Linked DNA regions of Canis lupus: region 2 is linked to region 1. A link is a contact called in public Hi-C data. All regions are on one chromosome and are shown on one strand. Each heading gives the region's core, a stretch centred on a gene start, on an enhancer-like site or on the middle of the called end of the contact. The rest is flanking DNA. Distances are from core to core; before and after follow the strand shown.

Evidence for each region. A called contact is a pair of places that touch in the nucleus more often than the background predicts.
Region 2: a Hi-C map of blood shows a contact between it and region 1, with 2.4 times the contacts expected there. The contact joins the promoter of ITPK1 here to the promoter of GOLGA5 in region 1. A contact is called at or near these places in 2 of 9 Hi-C or Micro-C datasets (both in blood).

What each region holds. Positions count from the first base shown.
Region 1 is chr8:1,940,659-1,947,005 of UU_Cfam_GSD_1.0, forward strand. It overlaps GOLGA5 (golgin subfamily A member 5), which reads left to right and starts at 3,216. Exons shown (of 13, transcript XM_038544127.1): 1 at 3,216-3,415; 2 at 5,309-5,882. The coding sequence starts at 5,339. It overlaps LOC119872807 (a long non-coding RNA gene), which reads right to left and starts at 3,019. Exons shown (of 2, transcript XR_005363014.1): 1 at 2,804-3,019; 2 at 1-887.
Region 2 is chr8:2,202,248-2,208,594 of UU_Cfam_GSD_1.0, forward strand. It overlaps ITPK1 (inositol-tetrakisphosphate 1-kinase), which reads right to left and starts at 2,867. Exons shown (of 12, transcript XR_005363022.1): 1 at 2,636-2,867.

The DNA of each region.
Region 1 (6,347 bases), core at 1,966-4,465:
TCCACTGCCTTCTCCATTGTTCCTGATGCGACATCAGCTTTTATTCTTGTCCCCCCTGTATGTGATGAGTTGACTATTCAAAAGCCAGGTAGTTTACAAGTCTGTCCTGTCTTTTATCCTACTGGGTTTTCCAGTGTCTCCTCTGTGACAGCGTAAGGCTTCATGTTGAGTCAGGATGAGCAGATGACTAGGGCTCTCTCAAGAGTCTCCTGAGCTTACACAGCCTCCCAGACCACCAGTATATGTGGGAGCTTATCAAAGCCCATGATGGTCTCCCTGCTAAACCTCTAGGAAGCCTTCTCATCAGTTGTTGGCCCAACCAATACGGCAACCTCAGCGGGCAGCTGCGAAGTTGGCGTTCCAAATGGAGGCTTCCCCTTGGTCATGTGGTTTTTCTGGCTTGGCTCCAAATCAAGCTGCCCTCTCTGGCAGCAAAGCTGCTCGTTTCCCAGCTTTCCCAGCCCTGGAAGAACAACTTCCATGGAAATGGAGGGGGGAGACTGGGACATTCTCTGGGCTAAAATGTCATGCACGCTCACTGTTCCTACACAAAGTTTAGTAGCTTTTCTTGATTAAATGTTTCTTAATTTGTGTCATGCCTATGATCGATTTCCAGGGAGCTGAAGTGGTTTTTTAGCACAATTTTCTCCAGTCTCATCATTTGCCATTTGGGGAGAGGATTTGCGGAGTTCCTCGCTCTGCCATTCCAAAAGTCACAACACAGCCCTGTTTGTTCAAAACCTTATTTTTCAGCTCTGTTCAGTGTTCTCCTCCCTGGTCCATGGAGCAGACTAGCTTGGTTGCACTAGAGACTTGGAGTGGAGGCTGGGGTCTCCCTCTGGTCCTCACATACCTTCTCTCCTTTCTTTTTCAAGGAGTTAGTTCCTCTGGTGGCATGAGGACAGGAAGGAAGGGAAAAGAAAAGAGCAAATTTTCTTCCTTATTGGACAAGGTTGTAACCTCTCTCTCTTGGTTATGCTGTTTCTCTGGCTGGTCTAGCCTGGCTCCAACGACCTCAGGGTGGCAGATCTCTATATGCTGAGTCTCTTAGGGAGCACCTAGAACATTCTGTAAACATCCTTTGGGGGTCCTGCTCACTGCTAATACATTTGACGTGGAGATTGGGCTCTGCTTCAACTTCTTTCATCCTTTCCCTTTCAATGGTTAAGAGCATTGTTTCTGTAGCCACACTAACCTGGTTTGAATCCCAGATGTACTACCTATACCCTGTGTGACTGTGCAGCTGCACCTTAGCAGACTCTAAGCTTAGGGTGGGTCATGGTCTGGTGAGGTCAAGAAAAGACCCAGAGACAGCGATTGAGATGTAGGGTTTCCTGTAAGTTATGTATAGGGACTGTAGGAGCAGCCGACTGGACAAAGCATCCGCTGCTGGGATCTACATGCAGCAAGTTCTACATCACAGCAACTTAGCAATTCTCAGTGGTCCTTCCCCTCTTTTTATGACCAGCGCTTCCCAGAATATCAAGGCCTGACACATGTGAACTTTGTTACAAGGGAGACACTCTGGGTTGGCCACCCCCGGGGCCCTGACCTTGAACACTGAACAACACATTCTGCTGCACATTCCGCTTGATAGGAATAGAGACAGAGGACAAGATCTCTACATTTTCAACATGGGCATTCAGGGTATGCTTGCACAAACTAGCTATGCAGCATGTGCCACACAGTGATCATGGGAAAGTAACAGCCTCTCTGAATCTGTGTCTTCATCTATAAAATGGAGGTATTAATCATATTTCATTAGGTAAGGATGTATGAGATACAGTCCCCAAATCTCAGTGGCGTCGAAAAGCAAAGGTTTATTTTTCACTCCTGTGACATGTTAGATGTGGGTGGCTTTGCATCTTTTTCCTTCCTGGACGCAGGGGTGGAGCAGCCCTATCTCGACTAGCTATTCTTAGGAGAGGGGAAGATCAAGATTGCTGATAGAACAGCTCTTAGGAACCAGACCACCTATCACAAGGTAATAACCGCATCTTCCTTACCATTGTAGTAAGAATTAAACGAGATGAAGCATGACCAATGTGTAACAGTATTCTGCACTTAATAAGGGCTCAAGAAATGTCACACAGAGAGAGAGAGAGAGAGAGAGGCAGAGACACAGGCAGAGGGAGAAGCAGGCTCCACGCAGGGAGCCCAACGTGGGACTCGATCCCGGGTCTCCAGGATCGCGCCCTGGGCCAAAGGCAGGCGCCAAACCGCTGCGCCACCCAGGGATCCCGAACTGTTAGATACTATTATTATTATTATTTATTGTTACTACTTCCAGCTGTTGATGAAAGTTTTTCCATTCACTAGACTGGACTACATCTGACTTGCGAAGAGAAAAAATTGTAATCCTTCCCAATATTCGATTGGAGAAAATAAAACACTGAGTCTAAGGGCACAGGCTTTCGAGGACTGTGGACTCTTCATGAGGATGGTCCTCGACAAGTTACTTAATCTCCCTGCGTCTTAGTTTCCACCGTCTGAAAATGGGGATCCCTGGGACTACGTTGTAGGCTTGTTATTAGAGCCCAGTCAGCCCGATCCCGTGCACCAGAGCAGGAGCCGAGTATTTGTTCGATCACTGAATGTGGATTTTAGACTAATTTCAAATATTCCATGAGCTGTATGCATAACCTAACTACCATTCTGCTGTATGGTAAGACCTCTTACAGGTCTTTTCCATCTTTTGGGTCTCAGCTCAAACTGGCACCTCCCCAGAGACACCTTCCGTGATCACACCATTTAAAGCGGTTCCCCCACTTCTTAAAATTGTCTCGCTCCGTCATTGGCTTACTTAATATCTGTCTCCGCCACCTGAAGGCAAACTCCAAGAAATCAGGGATCCTGCCCTGGGTCCTCTGCATCCTCATCCGTAAAGCTGGCAAGTGAAGGAGGAAGAGCCAGGTGCAGGCTGGCGGGCCCACCGGCAGCTCCCCCGCCCGACTCCAGCCTCGAGCTCCTTCTGGGCGGGGCCCCGCCTCCGGTGGGCGAGGCCTGCAGTGCTCGGCCGGCCGCGTGCGGGCCGACGTCCGCGGGGAGAGCGCTACGTCACACGCACCGGGCGGAAGGGGGCGTGGCCTCGCCGGCCGCGTGCGGGCCGTCGTCCGCGGGGAGAGCGCTACGTCACACGCCCCGGGCGGAAGGGGGCGTGGCCGAGGGCGAGGTCCCCGCGGCCGCCCGCGCGGTGCCGCCGCCGGAGTCGCCTGCGGGTGGCTGTTCTCGGCCCGGCCGCTCAGGCAGCTCGGAGGCCACTCTGTTGTGGGGTCCTCGCCGCCCTTCCACGTCTCCCGGAAGAGTAGCCGGGCCGCGGCGGGGCCCGGAGCAGCTTCCCTCTGGCCGCCGGCTGCTGCGGGGGGCGGCCCAGGAGGGCGCCGAGGCCGCAGTGCAGCCGCTCCCGAGTCCTCAGGTGAGGCGGCGGCGTGAGCGCAGTGGGCCGGGCGGGTCCTCCGCGGGCGCTAACGGCCTTGGGCGCGGGACCGGCCCGCGACCCCTCGGCGTGCGGGGGCTGAGGGGCGGGCAGGCGAGCTCCCGGGGCCGCAGCAGGTGCTCAGTGCCTTCGTCTCCCCTCCGTGTCCCCGCCGCCTCCGCCGGGCTTGGCCGCGCCGCCCGCCCCAGTGGCTCGCGAGGGCGGTGAGCGGCGAAGCGGGGCTGCGACTCGCCTACCTGGGCTCCACCCGCTGGCCCCAGCCTCCCGCGCCGTGTTGACGCCCGGCTCGGGGCGGGCGCTGCCGCTGCTGGGTGCGGACCCCCCGCCAGGCCCCGTCGCCCTCTTCGCCGCCGGGCGGGCCGTTCCCTGGGCGCCGCGCCTGAGAGATCGCCCGAGGGCACCGGACCTCTTAAGCCCGCTGGAGCTGCCACCCGGGCAAGTGCCCAGGACCCGTGTTTGTCCCGAAAGTGGGTGATCAATATTAAGGCGCGGGGTTCTGCTTTAAAGCCCTATGGACTTTGAAACGGGAGGCGAGTTAAGGGCATCGGCGAGTGTGTTTTGACTGCGTTCCTGGCGAGACTCGTCCTCCGCCCACTCCCCGCCAACGTCCCCTTGAGAACACTTTAGGTCGCGGTGGGAGCCCCCGGCCTCACCGCCGGACTCCTCCGCTTTCGTGTCCCGGCACGCCCGCTGTGCAGTACCCGGGCCGGTTATAGTCCCTTTTTGTAGGGAGCAGGTGTAGAGGCTGAGTTTCTTCTTGAGGTTATTCAGATACTGAGAGGCCAGATGGAAAGGCAGGGGGTAAAAAGAGTGGGTTTGGCCAACTTGGATTTGAGTTGCGAAGCTGCCATCTAGACTCTGGGATCTTTCCAAATCTTTTCCCCGTTTGTGGAAAAAGGAATACTGCTGCTGACCACATAATGTGGTCGTGAAAAATTATGTGTGATACATACAATGAGGCAGGAAAAAGCCACGTAAAACGTGGAGGGTGGTGAGGGAGAAGCGTAGCATGTGAACAGAGAATGACGGGACCTCCCCTAGGTGGGTCTGAAGCAGATGACACTGGAGACTAAGAACAAGAAAGAGTTAACAGTGAAAGAGCATTCCGAGCCAGAGGAGCAGTGCGCACATTCAAGACACGGTTGTTGACTGATTTGTAAGGTATTCTTCTATAAGGACTAATTCATCATTCTGATTCATTGTGGCACACTGTGAGTGCTCAGGTCTGCTCATCAGATACATGGCTATGCAGTCTTTTTTTTTTTTTTTTTTTTTATTCTGAACTTAGCCAGTGTGCACATAGTAGGTACTGAGTATGTAAATTATTGTAGGTGTACTTTACACAGATTACGTGCACACCTAAATTATCCATGATAATACCGCATGCTGTATGTTAACACAAGGATGGATTTAGTATCAGAAGTTTATTCAGGTTTTAGCACCTTAAGGCAAACTTTAGGGAATTGTTTTTATTTGGTTGTACTGCAATTTTGCCATATCAACTATTTGCTTTTTGAATGCATTTGGTACATTAATATTTGCCTTTTGTTGAAATAGTTATAACCGTAGTGATAGGTGTAATTATTATGGTAATGGCAGTTACTAAAATGAGTGTCTGCTGTGTGTCAGGCATTTTGCAAAGAGTTTTTTAAATCTATTATGTCATCTTTAAGCTGTCCTATAATGTAAGTACACTTATTTTCCTCATTTTCTAGATAAAGCTTCTCGGTTCAAAGTAGATTGCTCAAGGTTACATAGTTAGTAAGAGGCATGGTTAGGCTTTCAGTCCACGATTGTGTGACTCTGGAGCCTGGTCCTAACTGCTATGCTCTGCTGTTATGCCATCCTAATCACTTTATGTCGTTTTTACAGGTTCACCGATAGCATTCTTCTGCTTCCAACATGTCCTGGTTTGCCGATCTTGCGGGAAAGGCAGAAGATCTTTTAAATCGAGTTGATCAAGGGGCTGCAACAGCTCTCAGTAGAAAAGAGAACCCCAGCAACATCATATATAACAAAAATGCTGACTATCCTGAACTCCAGCAAAATACAGATTTGACTTATCAGACTGAATCTAAAGCCACATATATTTCCTCAGCAGCTGATAACATTAGAAATCAGAAAGCCACTATCTTAGCTGGCACCGCAAATGTAAAAGTAGGCTCTAGGACGCCAGTGGAGGCTTCCCATCCTATTGAAAATGCATCTGTTCCTAGGCCATCATCCCAGTTCGTTCGAAGAAAAAAGTCAGAACCTGATGATGAGCTGCTGTTTGACTTTCTTAATAGTTCCCAGAAGGAGCCTTCCGGGAGGGTGGAAATCAAAAAAGAAAAGAGCAAGACACCTGTCTTTCAGAGTTCTCGGACAGCAACTGTCAGTTCTATGAACACCAGCAAAACCACCGTGAAAACCATTGAGGAAAATCCTCCTGGGAGCCAAACTGATGGTAGTTAATCAGCCCTCTGTTTCTTTTAGAGTAAAGAAAATTGGATGTGTTATCATAGCCTGAAATGTTCTGGTAGTGTTTCTCATCTTCTGTTTTGTTACCTTTTCCCACTGGTACAGAGGCAGTCTCTGAAATGTGTGGTATAAACAAGGGTGACAACATGGCATGCTATTAGTCAATATACTATTATAATAGGGACCTTTAAATGCTGTCTGTTTGGTAACTTTGCCCAGCCTAGCATCTAAGAAATTCTGTCCAGAATGATTTTCTAAGATATTTTAAAATACAAAAAGGGCAGTTTTGAAATCTGAAAGAAAATGTAGTTTTGGATTTGGGACTGTCTCATTTCATTTCTTTCCGGGATTATAAAATAAGAGGCTGTACATCATATATATCCTGGATTGTGAGGATGTGTGTGTGTGTGTGTGTGTGTGTTTTCCCCGTGCATCCCTCAGAAGTAAAGCT
Region 2 (6,347 bases), core at 1,617-4,116, 260 kb after region 1:
CTCTGCCTCAGTGTTGGAAGTGCTCAAGTAGAAAGTGCTTTCCGTGGGGGTCTCCGGGTCTCCCAGTTGGGCCTGATCTAGGAGTTCAACAAAAGGAACAGAAGTATGGCACCTGCCCCTCTCATGCCTGTCTCCCCATCTGTACAACAAAGGGACCTGGATGACATGATCTCCCTTCCTGCTCTAAGAGTGTTACAAGGCCTGACATTCAGCTAAACAGCTCATCTGGTCTATCCAAGTCATCCTCCGCTGACACTGCCCCAAACATTCAGAGCAGAGCTTCAAATCATTTTCAAACATTTCTGGGTTTTCTCATCAGAGAAAGTCACTGACAATTCATCATCCATCAAAACCAGAGCCTCGCACCCCTAGACGGTGAATGTCGACAACAGGACAGTGTCACCTCTGGGGCCACTAGAAATGACACCAACATTCATACCAAACAGAACAGCAGCCAAGGGCTCCAGCCACCCTGTCAAGAAGGGCAGCTTTCCGCACCCAGTCTAGAAACGTGGCCACTAGGGGGCGCTGCCCTGAAAGTAATAAAAAAGAAAAACTCTTTCTTGGTGTTTTCTTTTCCTTCTTAAGCTTCAGTGGCAAAATATCTAGATCTTCCCTAGTGAAAACACAAGTGGGGCTTCCTGAGGTTCCAGAATAGCCCAAGATCCTTTCTGCCTTCTCTTCGAAGCCAATATTCTGGCCAGAAGTAGTCATCCAGACTCTGAGGGCAAAAAACGTTTTTGGAGAAATTAAACCCCCATGCTGGACTTCCCCCCCGGAATGGTTGATATCAGAGTTTGCCCTGAACGCCCCTCCAGCCCCACTTAAAGGCAGGGGGAGTCTATGAGGAGGGAAAGGCAATCTGCAAGTCCAGCAGCAGGACCCAGCCCCAAGTCTGGGGGGGAACTGTTTTGCGAGAGGCTCCTAATTAGCAAGCAAAACATACCAGCCAGATGACAAGCCTCATGCTTTAGCTGCAGACACAGGATGACACAAATACAGACAGCTCTCAGTAGAAAAGGGTGCAAGGTATTAACTGGGATTTCCCAAGACTCAGATGACTGCAGGAGGAGCTCCAGGGCCTAACAGCAGAACAGGGTTTCAAAGATATGCCAAAGGGACTTCTCCACATTTCTTCGGTGTCTAAGGCACTTTTTCCATAACTGTGTGTGTGCGGTTGTGGTGCAACATTCAAGGGTCCTTTTCTAACGTTCCAAGGTCCTCAGACCCACTTCCAGAGTTCTAGCTGCAAATTCCTCCTGATTTCCTTGTGAATTCCCAGGCTGGTTGGCATGCCCTACCGACCATGAAATGAAAAGCTTGCTTTCTCCTAAGGAAGCCAGCCTGAGAAATGGCAGCCAACTCCATCCCCAGGCCAAGGGATGCAGAGCCAGGAGCTGTTTCATACAAGGTGCGCCCCTCCGGGTGCAGAGAACAGTGCCCTGAGGGTTTGCCCAGGGCAAAGGAGCAACAGGCCTTCGGGACAGGCAGGAGGGGCACTAAGGTGCCACAGGCTGGCAGGTGAAGGCCAGCTCAGACCCGCAGTGGCTCCGGTGCACCAGGAGATAAGGAAACCCAATTGTTCAATTCTGCAACATGTTTGGGGACCCAACAGGGACAAAAGTGCAAGTAGAACACATTTTCAAGAATCAAATCTACCAAGTGGAGATGCTGCATAACAAAAGGATTCCACCTAGACTTTGCAAAAGGCTAGGGGAACCAGATTCTCTTAGGCTTTGGGTAAGAACAGGCTTTAACTAACAGCTTCCCAGAGGCAAAGCTACTGTTGTACGGCCAAGGTGAGGAATTACCTGACCCAAGACTAGAGGCTGCCGTAATAGACTAGGAATGTGACCGTGTTAAAACACCACGAATCTCCACCACTGAGCACCAGCGGGGGGGGGCGGGGGGGGGGGGGTCAGGCAGAAGAAGGCCATGCATTCTACACCACATGCATTTACCTCCTCTGCACCAGCCACTCCCTGGCCATGGCCATGGGACCCCATGCGGGAGGACCCCACCTCTCTGCAGATCGCTCCCCCTTCTCAGACATGTGGCCCAGAATCACCACCCCGGTACCCCGGTCAATTCTCGGGGCTGGTGCGAGGCTCTAATGAGACAGCAAATCCGCACATACATGCCAAGTGTTGCTACTCGCCGCACACAGGCTTAACCCAGCGACATGCAGTGACAGCTCCAAGGGCTGCACACGCGGGGCGCACAGTAGGTGTCCGCAAACCTACAAACGGCGGTGCCCTTCTCCCCGGGAAGGGAAGGGAAGGGAAGGGAAGGGAAGGGAAGGGAAGGGAAGGGAAGGGAGGAAGAAAAACCCTTCAGTCCAAAAGTAGCCGCCAGCCACACGCAGACAGCGTGGGCTCCCGGACCCCCCGGTCCCTCCTCCACCTTCAGCGGCGTCCCCAGCGCGCTCGGGCACGGGGGCTTCCCACCCGGGGTCGCGGCGCACCTGAGCGCCGGGTCCCGCCAACCGCCCGTCCGGGCCGCCGCAGCCACCTGGCCGCTCGGCCTCCCCGTCCCCGCGCACCGCGCCTCGCGGGCCCCCGGCCTCCCCGGCAGCCGCCACGGCCGAGCGGGGCTCGTGCCGGCGCTCCCCGGGGCCGGGCCCCGTCCTCCTGACCTGCACAGCTCGGCGAAGGCCTGGAAATTCAGCTTCTTGATTTTCTTCTCGCTCAGCCAGTAGCCAACTCTCTTCCCCTTCAGAAACGTCTGCATCTTCTTCCTCGGGCGGGGAGCTCGGGTCCGGAGGAAATCGCCCACAGGCCGAGCGTGGCGGCCCCGGCGTGCGCCGCGAGCGTGCGGGCACCTCCTCCGGCGGCGGGGACGCGGAACGGGGCTCGGGGCGCGCAGTCCTGCCGGGAGGGGCGGGGCGGGGCGGGGCGGGGCGGGGCCGGGCCGGCGGGGCGGGGCGGGGCGGAGGGAGCGGCGCTCAGCGCGGCGGGCCACTGGCTGCCGCCGCCGCCGCCCACGCCCCCGCCGCCCGCCGCCCGCCGCCCGCCGCCCGCCGCCCGCGGGGCTCGCCTGCGCGCCCGACCGCCGGAGCCCGAAGGAGCCCGAAGGAGCCCGAAGCCCGGGAGCCCGGAGCCCGCGGGCCGCGCCGCACGCCCCCCGCCCCCGCCCCCGCCCCCCGCGGCGCCGGCGCAGGCCCGGCCCCGCGCCCCTCCAGGCCCCCTCCTCCCCGCCCTCGGTCCGCGCCCGCGGCCCGCACCCCAGCCCCTTCCCCGCGCGCTCGGACCCCGGCGGGGCGCACGCGGCCGCCCGCGCACCCCCGCCCCCGCCCCCGCCCCCGCCGCCCGGGCCGCCGTCCTCACCCGCCGCCGCCGCCTCCTCGCCCTCGTCCCCGCGCGCAGCCGGAGCCCCGGCCGCCCCCGGCCCCGCCCCGCCCCGCCGCCGCCGCGCTGACCCGGCCGGCCGGCCCGCTGGACCCCGCCGGGGCGGAGGAAGGGCCGCGGCGCCGGCCGCCAGGGGGCAGCGCCGCCCTCCGCCTCCGCCCCCGCCCCCGCCCCGCCCCCGCCTCTTAAAGGCGCCGCGCCCTCCCGGCCTGGCTCTCTGCGGCGTGCTGGCGTCGGGCCCAGGCGGGGGGCTTCGCGGCCGGGGGCGCGGGGCGGGGGGAGGCGGCCACGGCCGCGGGGCCGTTGCCCTTTAAAGGGGCGAGAGGAGCCCTGCGGCGGGCGTCCTCCGCCTGCCCTTGGGAGGGTCTTCAGTCTAAAGCATCCCTGTGCCCCCAGCCGTACTCAGCGCCCCCCGCCCGGCGGCTTCCCGGGAACTGCAGCGGGGGGCGGATGCGGACGTTGGCTGAGGTCGTCTCTCTCCCCTGGAGGAGGCCGACCCGGGCCAGGCCGAGGGGGCTCCCGGGGCTGATGCCCTGGACGCCCGGGGCCTGCTCAGACTGAGGATGGACTGACTCCCTCTCTGGGTCCCCTCCAGCGAGTGGGGACGGGGCGGTCCTAGCGGCATCCAAAATAGGGGTGGAGCCCTCTCCAGAGACCCATTGCTTGTGGACTGCAAGTCCGCGGTAGCCTCAGTGCCTTTGATTCACTGAACCCTGCCCTGCCCTGCCCTGCCCTGCCCTGCCGCGCCCTGGCCCGTGGGGCAGTAGAGGAGCATCCAGCCTTCGAGAGCTCCGGGTTTGGGAGGAGAAGACTTCTCTCCTCAGGCTTAGGCTCTGGCAGGAAAAATGAATGAAGGGGCGGGGCTCAAAGTTTCCGGAGAGACTTTGAAGCTGGCCTGGGAAGATGAGGGAGGCTTTGGTAGGCCTAAGAAGGGAACTGAAGTAGGAGGAAAGAACCAAGTTGTTAGGAATGACACCTCCTTGACCAAACTTGAGCTCATTCTCTAAGGCCCAGACCCAGGGGCCTGCCTTCTTCCCCTAGCTACACGTCCCCCACTCTTCTCACAGTGGTCCTCCAAGTTGCAACTAGGAGAGGCTTGTCCGCCCTGAGGCTTCAGGAGCCATCACACATGTCCACTGCCCGCACCTTCCACCTCTCGGAGTACTTGCTCCGAGAAATACCCAGAAAGAATACTTAGGGGAAGTATTTCTTGCTGTGTGACCTTGCAGTCTGCTTAGACTCTCTGGACCTCCAGAGCTCTATCTTAACCTCGAGAGATAAGCCCTGTCTCTTGAGAGCACTTGAAACTGCAAAAAAGTAGTGGTTGTAGGGTCTAAAATGTATGATTTTGTGGGGTGTGGGGCGACAGAGAGACCGCAAAAGTAGATATGTCTCTCATGTAGTGGGAAGAACGGTCTTTGGCTTCTCTAGTTCAGCTCCTCCCAGCTTGGACAAGTCACTGTAGCCTTCCAAGCTTCAAGGTAGGGAAAGTAGTGCTTGCCTTAAAGATTGCAGTGAGGATGAGAACCGGGTAATGGGCTGGTCCTCAGTGAACCTTCAGAAACGGGGCTTGCTACTGGCTCATCTGAGGACTCTTAACTTGAGGCCCAGCTAAGAGCCCACCCCACCCCCGGGCTTCAGGAACCCCTACAGCTGCCAGAAATTATGTACATAATAATGGCTTTTCACAAACTCTGGGGCTCCAGATTTGCCCCAAAAATTGAGTCACTAATTATTCCAACTTACTTTCTTATCAATGAGGAAATGGGCCCAGAGAGGGAAGGGGATTTGCCCAAGGTCACCAAGCAAGTAGAAAAGGTTGCATCCCAGGGCCAAGGGGCCTCCCACATCACAGTCCTTCTGGAGGTAGGAGGGCAGTGAGTGGGGGGGGAAGGTTCTGAGAAGTGGACCACTGCCTAAGGTATAGCCAGATCCTTCCTATGCACTGGTGAGACCAGGGATCCACACGCATTTCTCGGGACCCCTGGGCAGGTGCTGGCCTCAAGCCTCCTCTCCATTGAGAATGGGAACTTCAGTGGTTTTTTATCTGTGTTACAAGATCTCAGTCCTGCCATGGAGGGGAGGCTCTGTGGCTAGAACCACCCTTCACAGCTGCCCACTTGGACTACAGGAGGGAACCGTTTTGCTTACCCCACTCCAGCCTAAGCAATCAATCAGTCTTTGGATGGGAGCTGACCCTAGGGAGGGACATGACCTTGGGGCAAGTATTTCTCAATTTATTACTTCCTCCACCACTTCCATCAACCCTTCCCTCCTTGTCTGTCCCCTGTAGTCCCAGCTAGTCTGTTCTCCACTCTTCAGCCAGAACAATATTCAGAAAGCAAATCCACTATATTTGGAATAAAGCCAAAATTCCTTTTTTTTTTTTTTTAAGATTTTATTTATTTATTTGAGAAACAGGGAGAGACAGCAAGAGAGAGCAGGAGCTGGGACAGAAGTAGAGGGAGAGGGAGAAGCAAACTCCCCTCCAAGTAAGGAGCTCGATGTGAGACTCAATACCAGAACCCTGAGATCATTACCTGAGCCAAAGACAGATGCTCAACCAACTGAGCCACCCAGATGCCCCCAAACCAAAACTCCTTGACAAGACCACCGCCTCCCAGCCTCATCTCCCACCAAGTTTCCCCCACCCTGCCCCCACTATTCTAGCCTCTGTGATCCCTTCTGTCCCTAGGACCCTTAGACATCCAGTCCATTTTTCTGGTATGCTCTTCTCTCTTTTTGCTTATTAGCTCATCCACCAGCTCCCAGCCCAGGGGTCCCTTTCTGGCATCCCAACCGTCTAGTTCCCTACACTTTCAATGATCAGGATGATAATCATACTTGAACTCTTACTTGGGCTGAGTACTTGACTAATGTTTGTCCACCACTAACTGTGAGCCCCTTGTGTGCAAGCACTGTGTTTGTTTTTCTCTTGCCATTGAATGTGTCTGATAACACAATAGTTTATAATTACTGGCTGAAAGTCTGGGTTCTCTG